Linked DNA regions of Mus musculus: all the other regions are linked to region 1. Evidence: chromatin contacts called from public Micro-C and promoter capture Hi-C data. All regions are on one chromosome and are shown on one strand. Each heading gives the region's core, a stretch centred on a gene start, on an enhancer-like site or on the middle of the called end of the contact. The rest is flanking DNA. Distances are from core to core; before and after follow the strand shown.

What was found. Promoter capture Hi-C pulls out the DNA fragments that hold promoters and counts their contacts. A called contact is a pair of places that touch in the nucleus more often than the background predicts.
Region 2: a Micro-C map of embryonic stem cells shows a contact between it and region 1, with 5 times the contacts expected there. The contact joins the promoter of Slc49a4 here to the promoter of Adcy5 in region 1. A contact is called at or near these places in 1 of 39 promoter capture datasets (hippocampal neurons), 2 of 484 Hi-C or Micro-C datasets (both in embryonic stem cells) and 3 of 115 datasets of contacts at active chromatin or transcription factors (astrocytes, embryonic forebrain and embryonic hindbrain).
Region 3: a contact with region 1 is called in a promoter capture Hi-C map of hippocampal neurons, with 3 times the contacts expected there. The contact joins the enhancer-like site here to the promoter of Adcy5 in region 1. A contact is called at or near these places in 4 of 39 promoter capture datasets (embryonic stem cells, hippocampal neurons, liver and 1 more) and 3 of 115 datasets of contacts at active chromatin or transcription factors (embryonic stem cells and stem cell-derived neural progenitor cells).

What each region holds. Positions count from the first base shown.
Region 1 is chr16:35,153,140-35,157,435 of GRCm38.p6, reverse strand. Adcy5 (adenylate cyclase 5) reads right to left here and starts at 2,572. Exons shown (of 21, transcript NM_001012765.5): 1 at 201-2,572. The coding sequence starts at 1,337.
Region 2 is chr16:35,766,946-35,771,241 of GRCm38.p6, reverse strand. It overlaps Slc49a4 (solute carrier family 49 member 4), which reads left to right and starts at 1,872. Exons shown (of 9, transcript NM_153550.4): 1 at 1,872-2,343. The coding sequence starts at 2,001. It overlaps Hspbap1 (Hspb associated protein 1), which reads right to left and starts at 856. Exons shown (of 8, transcript NM_175111.3): 1 at 703-856. The coding sequence starts at 766.
Region 3 is chr16:35,699,476-35,703,771 of GRCm38.p6, reverse strand. All of the region lies in intron 8 of Slc49a4 (solute carrier family 49 member 4), which reads left to right. Among named protein-coding and RNA genes, the nearest start is that of Gm25967, 21 kb to the left of the region's middle. Within about 2 kb of position 1,786, at least 7 of the 459 cell types and tissues checked have an H3K27ac peak or open chromatin away from gene starts, as enhancers often do. A contact at or near this core is called in hippocampal neurons, where this site is marked.

The sequences.
Region 1 (4,296 bases), core at 1,323-3,822:
CCAACAGCATTACAAGCCTTACAAGAGTAGTCTTTAGTAGGTAAAGAAGCTAGGCATGGCGTGATGTGGCGTGGCATGAAGCCTTGTCTCTCTGGTTACTTTTGACCACTTTTAACTGGTGTAGACTTCATCCCTTTTCTCTAAAAATCAGGTCGAGGTCTGCCTACCCCTCAATCAAGTGTGGCCTAGTGGGGCCCTACCTGTTTCAGCAGAAACTGGTCCTGGGAGTTGGTGTGCAGAGAGATGGCCAAGTGGAGAGCCGACAGAAGCACCCCGCTGAGCACCGCAGCCCTCATGCGCACAGGCAGCAGGGTGTAGATGGTATAGATGAAGAACACGGTCCACCAGATGCCCTCGGAGGCGCTGCGTGGCTGTGGCAGCAACAGGCCCACTACCTGGACGGCCAGCACCACTGCAATGAGCGCATAGCAGGCCAGGCCCATGTGGTCCTGGTGGAACGCTGCACGGTTGCAGAGCACGGCCATGATAAGGATCACGCCCACAGCAGCTGCCAACACGGCCAGGTAGGCTATCTGGAGCGGGGGGCGCGCCGCGTGGAAAGCCAGCATGACCAGGCACACAAGCACCAGCACGGCCATGAGCATGGTGAGACTGCTCTGGTTCAGGCGGAAGAAGTAGCGCTGGTACAGACGCTCCAGTTTGTCCGACGGGAACTTCTTAGAGCGGAATATCTGCAGCAAGGCCAGGCAGCAGGCGCCCAACGACAGCACCGCGCCGGTCCCAGAGCCTGACGCCACAGAACTGCCTCCATCCTCCGACCCGTCTCCATCCTCGACGATGCCAGTCCCGGGCTCCAGCTCCTCGGCCGCTCGGCCTTTTCCTCGACGCTCCTCCAGGCCCAGCTCCACCGAGCGGGGGCGCACCTCTGTGCCACCTGCGGCCGCTGCGGCCGCCGCCGAACTGCCGCTGCCGCCCGCAGGGGGCGCCCGGGTGCTGCCCCCTCCAGCCGCGCCCCGCCGCTGCCGCCTGCTGCCGCGACCGCCGTCGTCGCCACCGCGCTCCTGCCAGGCGGACTTAGAGCGGAAGCTGAAGCCGAAGCCCCCAGCCAGAGGGTCATCACCGCTTAGTGGAGGGTCTTCGTCGTCATCGCCACCGCGCCAACGGCTGGCCAGGCGCTGCTGCTGTTGTGGGGTCACCGCTCCCCCAGATCTCTTGGTGGAGCCGCGGGTTGATCCCCCGGGGGCGTGGGGGTAGCCATTGGCGCGGGAATCGGCTTCTCCCCAAGCGGCGCGATGCTCCGGGCCTCCCCGGGGCGCTGGCGACGCCGCTGTCTGTGCAGCGTAGCCCGGGGGGCTCACGCTTTTGGAGCCGGACATCCCCCCCTCGGCCTCGTCGTCTTCTTCCTCTTCCCCCGGGGGCCGGGCCGGGGGTCTCCAAGGAGAGGGCGGACAGCCAAGCAGGGGGACCAGGCTAGGGTCACACGTCGAGGGAGGCCCGGGGCCCTGCGCAGCAGCGGGACATCGTGGCACCCCCGTCCTGAGCGGTGGAGGACAACGGGAAGGCTAGCGGGGAGACAGCGCAGCCCCGAGGTGAGAAGTAGCTACGAATTAGAGTCCAGAGTCCCAGGTCCGAGACGGAGTTGGCTCCGAGCGGTGGCAGTGGGGACAGCTCTGACTGCTGCGCCGGACGCAGAGATGTCCGGACTCCTGGCTCGCGTCGAGCTCAGGCTGGGAGTTGAGGAGCAGGCGGGACGGAGAGGTGTCCTTGCGGGCGGCGCCTCTCCGAAGCTGGCAGTTCCCGGGCGCGGCGCTCGTGGCTTTTGCCTAAGCCGAGAGCAGCGACTCTCCCAGCAAGGTGGCGGCGAGGGCGGCTCGGCAGGGGTCCCGGCACGGAGACGCAGCGGGTGCCCTTTGCTCGCAGCGCACTGGGAGCGACTGGGAGGTGCAGGCTCCTGCCAGCATTATTTTCTTACGAGGGGTGGGGAGGTGGGATGGGGGGTGGAGAGGACGGGGGAGGGGGCGGCGGGCGGAGCAAGAGCTCCGGAGCCCCGGGGAGGAGGGTCCTGGAGCCCGGGGGGGCCGTCGCCCGCATCCCCCACCTCCGGAGGCGCGAGTGGGAGCGTGGCCCCCGCGAAAGGCGAACAGAGCCTCCGGCGTGCCCGCGCAGGGGGCGGGGGCGAGGACCGGCTCCTGCGGTGCGGCCCTTCCCCTCTCGTCTCCTCCTGTCCCCCAGACCCAGCAGGCCGGCCCGTTCCGGCAGGTCCCGAGGGTTGAGTCGCTAGCTCCGCAAGCCCTGGGTTCCTCGTTGCCGGCGGCTGGCCCACCGTAGCCGAGCGCAGAACCACTACGCGGAGGGCGGAATCCGGCGCAGCGCCGCCGCCGTTCTGCCCCAACGCAGGCGGGCTTCTCCCGGGGACCACGGCATCCAGCGATGGAGGGCTGCGGCTCAACAGCAGCCGGCCGATAAGGGCCGGCCGAAGAGCCGCGGCGCCCCGGGGGCGCTCCCGAGGGGCCCGAGGGAGCCCGGCTCCGGGCGCGCCATGCACGCCTCGGGCCCTGCGCCGCTCCGGCCGCTCGCGCCGCTCCTCCCTTCTCGCCCGCTCGCCGCCGCCGCCGCCGGAGCGCCCTCCGCATCCCCTCCTCCCGCCGCCTCCCCGCCCCCCGCGCCGCTCGGGCCTCGGCTCACAGCGGCGTGCGGCCGCCTCCGCCCTCTGCCCTGCCGCCGCCCGCGTCCTGGCCCCGGCACCCCGCGAACATACTCAAGCCGGGCCCGGGAGCCGCAGGGACCCCCGCTCCCCTTCCTCACCTATATTTTCACTGCGCCCCTCCCTCCCTGGTGCCTGGAGCCGGGTCAACGGGCGGATCCCTCGTCGGACCTGGGTAGCGGGCAATCCACCCCCGATCGGGTCCTGCGACCCCAGTCCTATCTCCCCTCTTTTTATTACCCTTTTCTCCCCCACCCCCATTCAGCCCAACTTCAGCTACGGTGCTGCTCCCCCCTTCTCTGGTCCGGCTCTATTGGCCGCTTCCAGAGCTGTCAGACTCGAGTCCGGCGCTCTTATTGGGCGATTCTGTGGCCCGGCGACGGTGCCAACGGAGGGCGCGCCGGGTGGGGGGCGCCCCGACCGCTACTGCCGCAGGGAACTGGAGACAGAGTCCCTAGAGAGGACGGAGGGACCCAGAGCCAGACCCGGAAATGAACTAGGGAGATGCAGAGACTGAGGATGTCTGGGGCACAGAAAGACAGCGATGGAAAAGATGGAGTTGCTAGCAGTGGGTGAGGCCGATGCAGCCAGGGTGGGGCGAGCAGGACCACTTTGGAGCATAGTTACTAAGAGGAAACACCACTGACAGCTGTGGGAACACCTGGCGTTTATAAGGAGCCCTTTGCCTGTTCATGTGTTTTAAATCCCATGTGGTTCTAGTAACAGCCATGGGCTCGGATGGGGGACAGGGCCTGTGTAGCTATTTCCTATTTGCAAATGTGGAAACTGAGGCTCTAAGAACTTAGCCAACTTGGAATACACCACACAGGTCTCCTAACCCACAATCCAAAGATCTTTTCTTCAGTGCTACGCTGGCTTCCACACCTACCCAGATGCTCCCACAGGCAAGCTAGTCTCCTTGCCAGTCAGGGAAGCAAAAATGACCCTTCTGGGAACTCCTGAATAAAGGCAAGGGTAGACAAGAGTAGACAGCTGAGTAGAAGATCTGGGTCTGTCTGCCTCTTCAGCTCCCTTGACCCCCTAAGCTGTCCTAACCGGAGTTCTGGCAGTTTTGCTTGGGGAGGGTGACTTGTATGCTGTCAGCCCCTTCATCCTTCTGCCGTCCTCCAAAGTTGACAAGAAGCCTAGAGGTCCACATCCTCCTCCACTGCTCATCTCCTTGGCAACTGAAGATAAACCTTGCCAGAGCTGCAAACCGGGAGGAGAGAAAAAAAGAATTCCAAGGGATCTGCGTAAACGGGATCTTGAGTAATCCTCCAGCCTTTGAGTAATCTATGGTTGGCTAAGTAGTAAAAGCAACACGAACCTAGCCAGCCAAACCCTATCGCGCTGGAAACTTGCAAAGCATTGTACCGGGCTGGATGCTACCAGGAAAAGACAGCAAACTGGGTCTGGAACTCGTGTAATCAGGGAGGGAGCAAAGCTGGCCAGCCCCTCTGGCTCAGCCACACTCACTAGGCAACAGGATTCCAAGAGCCTGTCAGTGTACGGCAAAAACCATTGTTTCCCTCTGTGAGTACCAAATCGATTCTGGGGGTGCAATCTAGGTCCAGCAGGGAAAGAAGATGGGCAATATTTGTTAAGCTTCTTGGTACTGTAGGGATATTCTA
Region 2 (4,296 bases), core at 623-3,122, 610 kb before region 1:
CTCTATTCTCTACTATACCTTTGTGTGGCTGGTCCCTCAAGGGGAAGGGATGCCTCAGCATGGGCCCGCGGAGCGGAGGCACCCCCTTCCCCAACACCTGACTACACATCCACCAAACATATTCTCCTTATTTTTATAAAACACAACAGACCCCAAATTAAATTTTTGTGTAGGTCACGGTTTTTGGAGCTTGGATTTTAGTGGAGGTTCTAAGTCCAATACAAATTATTAAAGAATCTTACGTGTCACTTTTGCTGTTGAATGGTGGATAAGAGAGGCATAAAATAGGATACAGGACACATTATCAGGAAGATAAATTGGTTTTTTAAAAAATGAGAGAATGATTTGGGACAGGAGAGATGGACTGTCAAGTAAAAACCCCTGGTGCACAAGTCTGGCGAACTCCCCAGAGACCTCCATAAAAAGTTATGGTCGCATACACCTGGAATCCCAACAGAGACAAGAGAATTGCCACAAAATTCCCTCAGAGGCCAGCGATCCTGGAGTCCTCAGAGGAACTTCTTACTCCACAGTGGTACTTGTCCCGATAGATCAGAAAACTGATCCGCACGACGTTAAGAAGCCACATGCTCTAAAAAGTCACTTTCTCCCAGGCCTAACACGCCGCGGGCGAGACTTGGGATGGAGCCGCGCCCATCCGCACCGCTCGGAGGCACTTCGGCGTCCCTGGCTCGCACCTACCTTCCTCCCCCACAGTTCTCTCGCCCAGGGTCGGGGGCGCGATGCCCTCGCAGCCTGCTGCCATGGTTATCGCGCCGAGGATGGAGAGAGCGCCAGGTGAGAGGGCTCACCGGGATCTGCGGCTTCCACACAGGAAGGATCCTCCGCCTCTGCCGGAACCGGCGCCGCCGCGGTCACGTGACGGCGCTGGGCGTGGCCACGCCGGTTTGTTTTGCTCTTTGGAAGCTGAAAGGCGGCGAGCACGTGGGCTGGGCTGTGGCTCCTTTCTTCCACCCTTAGCGTCTGCTGTTTCTCTTCCTTCTCTAGTCGGATCCTCCATCTTCGCCTTGGCTTTCTCTCAGTCGGACTCGCGATTTAGGAGACCCCGGGGCTGGCGTGCCTACTCTTCCACCTTGTTGGTTCCCTTGGCATCAGTGCCATTCCAGCTGGTTTTCGTGACTGCCTGGGAATACGAACCCCTTGAAGGCGTTCCCTGTGACTCATTTGCTGAGCCAGATATGTCAGCAAATGACTAGTTTTCAAGGACACAGGCAGCTGTCAGAGTTCTGGATTTGTGCATTTGAACAAATGAATGTCTATGTCTATGTGGTCAAGAGATGCACAATCTCCAGCTTTTGCCGTTTATTTAGTCTGGCTAACATACCAAGAGAGAGATCTAGGTCACTGTCTTCCAACTTTAACACAATCCATATTATTTACCCGTTTGCATGACAAACAAAATGGGTAGAAAAAACTCTTTATATGTATGAAGGAAAATTGGCTAGTTTATAATCTCACTGGATGCGTAAGACACATACAAAACCAAATGGTCTTCATGAAACAATACCCTGAGACCTTCCTAAACTTCAGTATCCTGCCGTCTATAATTTCTGCAGTTAGAAACCCAATAAAAACAAAAGTAAGCCTAATATAGACCCAAGCATTGGGATAAGTGACCCGAGGTCAGCGAGTTGTTTATTAGGCACGTGATGTAAACTTGGGCACTTCCTCCAAGCAACCCGCGAGTGACTGACTCAGCCTACTTCGCTCCAGTCTCCCAGCCGGCCGCGATCTTCTACCCTTTCCACTCGTAGGGTCCCGGGCTTCTCCCCGGGGCATTCCTGGGTTCCCAGCGAGCAGGGTGGACCCCGCCTCGCCTCCTCCCCTCGGGCTCGGGCGGCGCAGGCGCAGCAGACGCGCCCGGGAGGCCGAGGACTAGAGCAGCTCCGGCTCCGGCTCCCGCTCCACCCGCCCAGTCAGCTCCCGGCTGGTCTGCGGCCACCGGGACGCGTCGGGCAGGGCCGGCGGGCGGCGTCGCCATGGGCTCGGGTTGGAGCAGCGAGGAGGAGGAGCGGCAGCCGCTGCTGGGGCCGGGGCTCGGGCCTGCGCCGGGGGCTGCGCGCAGGGGCCGGGAGGCGACGGCCGTGCTGCCTGCGGCGGGCCCGAACCCCGGGAGGGTGTACGGGCGCCGCTGGCTGGTGCTGCTGCTCTTCTCGCTCCTCGCGTTCGCCCAGGGCCTGGTCTGGAACACCTGGGGCCCCATCCAGAACTCGGCGCGCCAGGCCTATGGCTTCTCCGGATGGGACATCGCGCTCCTGGTCCTCTGGGGGCCCATAGGCTTCCTGCCCTGCTTCGCGTTCATGTGGCTGCTGGACAAGAGAGGTAAGGGGTCCGGGACGCCTGCGGGCGTGTCCCTTCTCTGGGAGTTGGCGCCTGCCAGGATCCGGGCCTGCCTGTGTCTCCCTGGGCTTGGTCTAGGGGTTGTGTGAGGTGACCCAGTGTAGCTGGCATCCCATTCCTTACTCGGGAACCCTCTGTCCCCAAAGCGACAAATACGGAGGATGCTTTCCAAGTATTGATGTTTTGTGTTACGCCCTTTATGCCACAATCATCAGATGTAGAAGGCTTTGTATACTGTGGACATCAGAGCCATCCAGTGCACTTGCTATGAATGTCTTTGACACCTGACAAAAGTGACTCATGCTTAAATTTCAAAGAGATTTGGGGTGCTGAGAGCGAAAGATCAGAAGAGACTGGTGATGACCAGATGTAAGAGGGTAATGAGCTGGCGTGGTGACTCCAGCCCTGGATGACTGTTGGGAAACTCGGGTCTGACGCTTGGGTTTCTGGAAGGTAGAACCCCAGGTAAACCGAGAGCTTCCGCCTGGGTGACTTCTCAGTTGCGATTTATTACTCTCAGATAAAGATCGCAGATGCAGGAAGGCTCTCTTTCAGTTAGGGACTCCAGGCTTCTCACTTTGCCAATTGCCAGTGTGATTCTGTGAGATGAGGAAAAGGCCAGAGTGGAAAGAGTCAAGATGTTGAATTATCCCTCCAGAGGATAAATAAAACCCCCAGGAGGCTGCTGTGCACGATTTAGACTTCTTAGGTTATGAGGTCGGATACTGGTCGGAAACTGCTTTGTTTCTGTTCAGTCTTTTACGAGTTTTGATACAATAGATTCTTTGGGTAGTTTTGGGACATTGCCTTAGTCTACTGGCCCATTGACAAACAGCCATAAGCTTATAAAATGAAGGACATTTATTTATAACCCCTCTGGAAACCGGGAAGTCCAAGATGAAGGGCCAAGCAGAATGCTTATCTGGTGAGCATCGTTCATACAATGCTCATTTCTTTGTAATGTCATAAGGGAAGTGGCCAGGGATCTCTCTGGGGTCTCTCTTATGAGGGCAGTAACCCTATCTGTCCAGCCCTTGCCCTCAAAAATTTGTTTCATCCCCAGTCGGCCACCTCTTAGTTCAGTCACTTAGCTGGGAGTAGGATTTCAACATAGGAATCTGGGTGAACACAAACATTACCTGCAAAGTAAGAGTGGAACATAGGTTGATATGGAGCTGTGATCATCTGGTGCAACACAGTCCTCTAACTACTGCTGTGGCAAGAACAGAATCCAGCTGTGAGGTTCCCTCTCTTCCTGATGGTACGGGAACCCACGTGGAAGAGACAAGAAAACTGATGACTGAATACTTCCATGATCAACTTGAGTACAGGTGCTCAGAAAGGGAGGCTAGAGAGTTCTAAGCACTGAAGAGTAGGATCCAAAAGAAAAGGAAAGGTACTTCGGTATGTTCTACACTAGCACTCAGTCAGGTGCATTCTTGTTATTGTTGTTTTGGTTTGGTTTGGTTTTGGTTTTTGGAGACAGGGTTTCTCTGTGTAGCCCGGACTGTCCTGAAACTCGCTATGTAGACCAGGCTGGCCTTAAACTCAGAAATCCGCCTGCCTCTGCCTCCCAAGTGCTGAGATTAAAGGTGTGCGTCACCACTGCCTGGCACGCTCATTTTTTTTTAAGGAGGTCATTTGGCAAACTGGGATGACATTAGAGTTGGGTGACAACCATGATAATGGGTGTAAAAGTCATGAAACTTAAGATATGAAGCTTCAAAAAACAAAACAACAACAACAACAAAAAAAAACCTGAGGCAGATAGACTGCATGAATATCAGGTAAGAGCGCTGTAGGCTTAGTGTGTATAGTTTTTTTTGTTTTGTTTTGTTTTGTTTTGGTTTTGGTTTTTTGAGACAGGGTTTCTCTGTGTAGCCTTGGCTGTCCTGGAATTCACTTTGTAGGCCAGGGTGGCCTTGAACTCAGAAA
Region 3 (4,296 bases), core at 537-3,036, 550 kb before region 1:
AGCCATGCAGAACACGGTTTTTTCCTGTGAACTAGAAATACTTTCTTTCCTCACAGTATTTAAACGCAGCAGCTGATGTTGGATAATGTTATTCCCCGATGACTCTCTTTCCTTGGCTCTAGGTATAACATTATTGATCAGTGTAAAGCAGGAAGGCACCATAACCGCAGCACTCTAGAACTGCGTCCTACTCAGTTACACACACACACACACACACACACACACACACACCCGTTGGACTCTTTGTTAAGGAGAGTTTAGTTTCACTCACTGTTTTAGACGGTCCTTGCATGATGATGTACCAGCTCTGATGAAGATCTCTTAGGGCATGGCGAGAAAGATCACAGGGCAAGATGACGAAGACTAGGGAGGGGCAGTCAGAGTTTCCCACAGGAGCTCACCTCTCAAAGGTTCAGCACCACACATGGCCATGGAAGACTCAGGCCACGTTTCCATACTGTCTTACTGCAGAAGAACACTGGGTATTTGGTATCCGCTGCTCCTCTAGGTCCAGCAGCAGGGTTTTGTTTTGTTTTGTTTTGTTTTGTTTTGTTGGGGAGGAGGGGCTTGGGGGATTGTTGAGTCAGGGTTTCTCCATGTAGCCCTGGCTGTCCTGGAACTCACTCTGTAGACCAGCCTGGCCTCAGATTCAGAGATCTGCCTGCCTCTGCCTCCTGAGTGCTGGGATCAAAGGCGAGCACCACCACTGCCCAGCTGCCAGCAACAGCCAGTGGTAGATTCATCAGAGATTGACACCTGTTGTGCTGTAGCTGGGACTCATGCATAGTGGCCAGAAAAGTACCAAGCACCGTTTCTCCTATCTCTTACCTGCCCTGGTTACAACAAGAATTGTTCTGGCTGAGAGGAGAACACGGTCCTCTTATTAGCCGAATTCTAATCATGTGTTCTTACTCATATGTGAACAGCTGGTATAGGGTTCCTGCCTAACCTCTTGGCTGCTGTGAGCAAATGAAACGTGCAGTAATAATTAATTTAGTCCACCAAGATGATTTGCAGACAGAGAACTTTCAGTAAATGCCCGCATGTGGGTAGTGGATGTGCGGGTAGGTATGTGAGGGAGCACAGTGCACACGCTCTGGAGGCGTGTTTTGTTCCTTCTTGGTAGTTAACTCATTGATGCTATGGTGTAAATGAGCAGGCTTCTCTTGTAGAGAAGTGAGCCCTGTGAATATGTCAAGACCATGGACACAGCTTGCTTAGCAGTGTGACCCGAGTTGAAATCCCTCCATCCGAGGTTAGCTGTCCTGGCCCTACAAATCCTGCAGCAAAGTGCCACAGGCTTTAGGACTTTAGGATAAACTGCAAATCTAAAAACTTTGTAAAGTGATTTCCTCAAATGTCTCCTAGTCCTGCAGCCCAGAGTCCTAAATATTTTATACAATGAACTCAGTGATCTTCCATAAAGCCAGTGTGGAAGCAGCGTAATTCAGCAACTTTAAGATGAATACTTGCCTATGGAGTAGATGTGAGGTTCAGCTATTTATTATTGCTCTCTTCAAAGTCCTACTTTATTGGTTTTTAAGAAAGCCTGGAATTGGTTTGGTTGGTTGGTTGGTTAGTTGGTTTGAGATTTAGGCTCACTGTATTCACCAGGCTTGTCTCAGACTCCAGGGCCCTAGCCAGCCTCCCACCTTGCTCTCCTAAGTGACAATGACAGACGTGTGTCCCGTGTGTGCCTACAACCTGGCTTTGATCACAGTGAGCTGAGTTTAGCTCTCCTCTCAGAAAGTCCTCCGCTTCCTTGACAAGGTTCTTTCCCGCCCACACCAAGCTGTGTGGTGCCTGCGTCGGATAATTTTTCAAAGCTGTGCAACTCCCCGACATGAGCATGTACACTCAGTGCCTTGCCTGAGGATGGCTTCCCCCCGTGGTTGCCTCCAGCGTGAGGCCACCGGCGTATGTGGAGCTCTGGGCCACAGAGCCTTTCAGTTGGGCATTACATGAAACCGAATCAGAGATTCTGTAGTATTTTTCTGACCTGGGGTTTGCAAGGTCAGCTTCTAAAGAGAACGGTGCTTGTTCCCTACTGTGAGGGGACTGTTCCTCTGAGACCCTTGATGAACTGTGACAGTGCAGTGATGCCTTATTCTAAAAACATCACAGAAAAAAGCAGTGGGGGGAGGCTGCCATCCTCCATGTGCTCTCAAATGCAATCCGATTTATATTCTGAAGTTTGTCTTTTGTGCTGTATTTGGTCTAAGTGCAGCAGCGAGTTTTGTCTAAATGCATAAAGATTTTGAAGTGGCTGTCAGAATTTGAGTCTATAGTGTCATTCAGAAGATCCAGGGACCTGGCTGAGGCGGAAAGCATCACTAATGGGAAGGATCAGCAGGTGTGGACCAGGGATGTTACACCTAAGAAGGAGAGTGCTGTGGTGTTAGATTGGGACGGGGTATGTCTGGGAGGTTGGTGGTACTCCCTGTAGAGTGCAGGGAACAGGCCATTGGCAGGATCTGGGGTGCCCCCTGGATGCTCACTGGGAGAACAGAGATAGTTTTGTTGAACGCTGGTTGGCGCTGGAGGTTCTGGAGATGATGCTTGTAGATGATCAAACTGTAAGCATGGTGACATTGAGAAAGAAAAGGGAAGAGGTTAGCAGCTTCTGGGAGAAGGACAGAAGATGAACCAACAGTGCAGAGGTGCTGTGCAGGGTTGGCATGGTGCACAGGGCCAGTGCAGAGGTGCTGTGCAGGGTTGGCATGGTGCACAGGGCCAGTGCAGAGGTGCTGTGCAGGGTTGGCATGGTGCACAGGGCCAGTGCAGAGGTGCTGTGCAGGGTTGGCATGGTGCACAGGGCCTGTGTGGAAGTGCTGTGCAGGGTTGGCGTGGTGCATAGAGCTTGTGTGGAAGTGCTGTGCAGGGTTGGCGTGGTGCATAGAGCTTGTGTGGAAGTGCTGTGCAGGGTTGGCGTGGTGCATAGAGCTTGTGTGGAAGTGCTGTGCAGGGTTGGCGTGGTGCATAGAGCTTGTGTGGAAGTGCTGTGCAGGGTTGGCGTGGTGCATAGAGCTTGTGTGGAAGTGCTGTGCAGGGTTGACGTGGTGCATAGAGCTTGTGTGGAAGTGCTGTGCAGGGTTGACGTGGTGCATAGAGCTTGTGTGGAAGTGCTGTGCAGAGCCCAAGCAGAGTGAAATGTGGCACTTGAGCTTCAGATTGGCAGTGTGGATAAGGCTGCTGTGTGGTAGATGCTGCTCTTACAAGGGAGTCTTGCGCAGTCCTGCCTCCTGGTGTGTATTTCTCCCTCCTCTGGGGAGAATCAATGGGAAGGTTTTTAGGAAACTGCTCAGCCAAACAGATAAAGAATGCAAACATTTCAGTGGATTGGGTATCATTCAGTTATATTCTTTGATACAGAGCTCAGAAAGTCAGAAAGTTTGTTGGCTTTACAACTTAGATTAAATGTTTAAGAAACCCCCCTCTGCCACCCTTAACCCCACCCCCTACCCCACCTCTGTCCCCTGAGCCTCAGCTGTAAATGGTCTTCAGCATGGAGATGCAGGTGCTCCCCTGCCTCAGACCATTTGCTTTCTGAGAAGTGATTTTAAAGAGCACTTGCTACTTGTATGCTTCTAAAAGTAGATTTGACTTTTCAGAGAGACACAGTAATGAACAAACATCTGAACCTAGGCAGAAAAGAATTTCACCCTCTAATGAAATAAATGTTCAGCTTTGGCAGATTGGACAAAGACCCTGCTTGAAAGAGGGCCAGGGATTTGTCAGTCAGTCTTGGCATTTGCATTGCTTCCTATATATGTAGCTTCCTATAAATTAAAGTCACTGCGATTTAGTAGGTGAACCACACTGTCAGGTCTCTGATTCCTTATATCCAGCGTGCACACTGTGGCTGTCAAATCAGAGAGCTCACTGTGAGTTCAGCTGCTGTTGAATCCCAACTGCTTCCTCCTACCTAGTAAAGTTATCATCAGAAATTTAGGCTGTATGTTTAATATAAAAGTAGAAATTGCCCGAGAAAGTGTCCTTAGAGGAACTGGGTTCCATGAAATCCAGGTAGAACACAGAAGCTAGGCAGAAAGTGGGGTCCACACCTGTTTCTGCTGTGGGATACCTGGTATTCCATCTTTAACTGCTGTTGTTGCTGGGAGCTGAGGACGCTGCTTCTCAGCCCAGTATAGAAAATGTCACAGCAGCACCTGCCTTCTTGCTCAGCACAGGTTGCTCTTAAGCTCTGTGAGCTGGGTTAAAACTGAATGGGGGGCGGGGGAACAGGAGGCGGGAGCTGGGGGGAGTTGGAGCCAGGGGAGGTTCAGGGTTGACTTT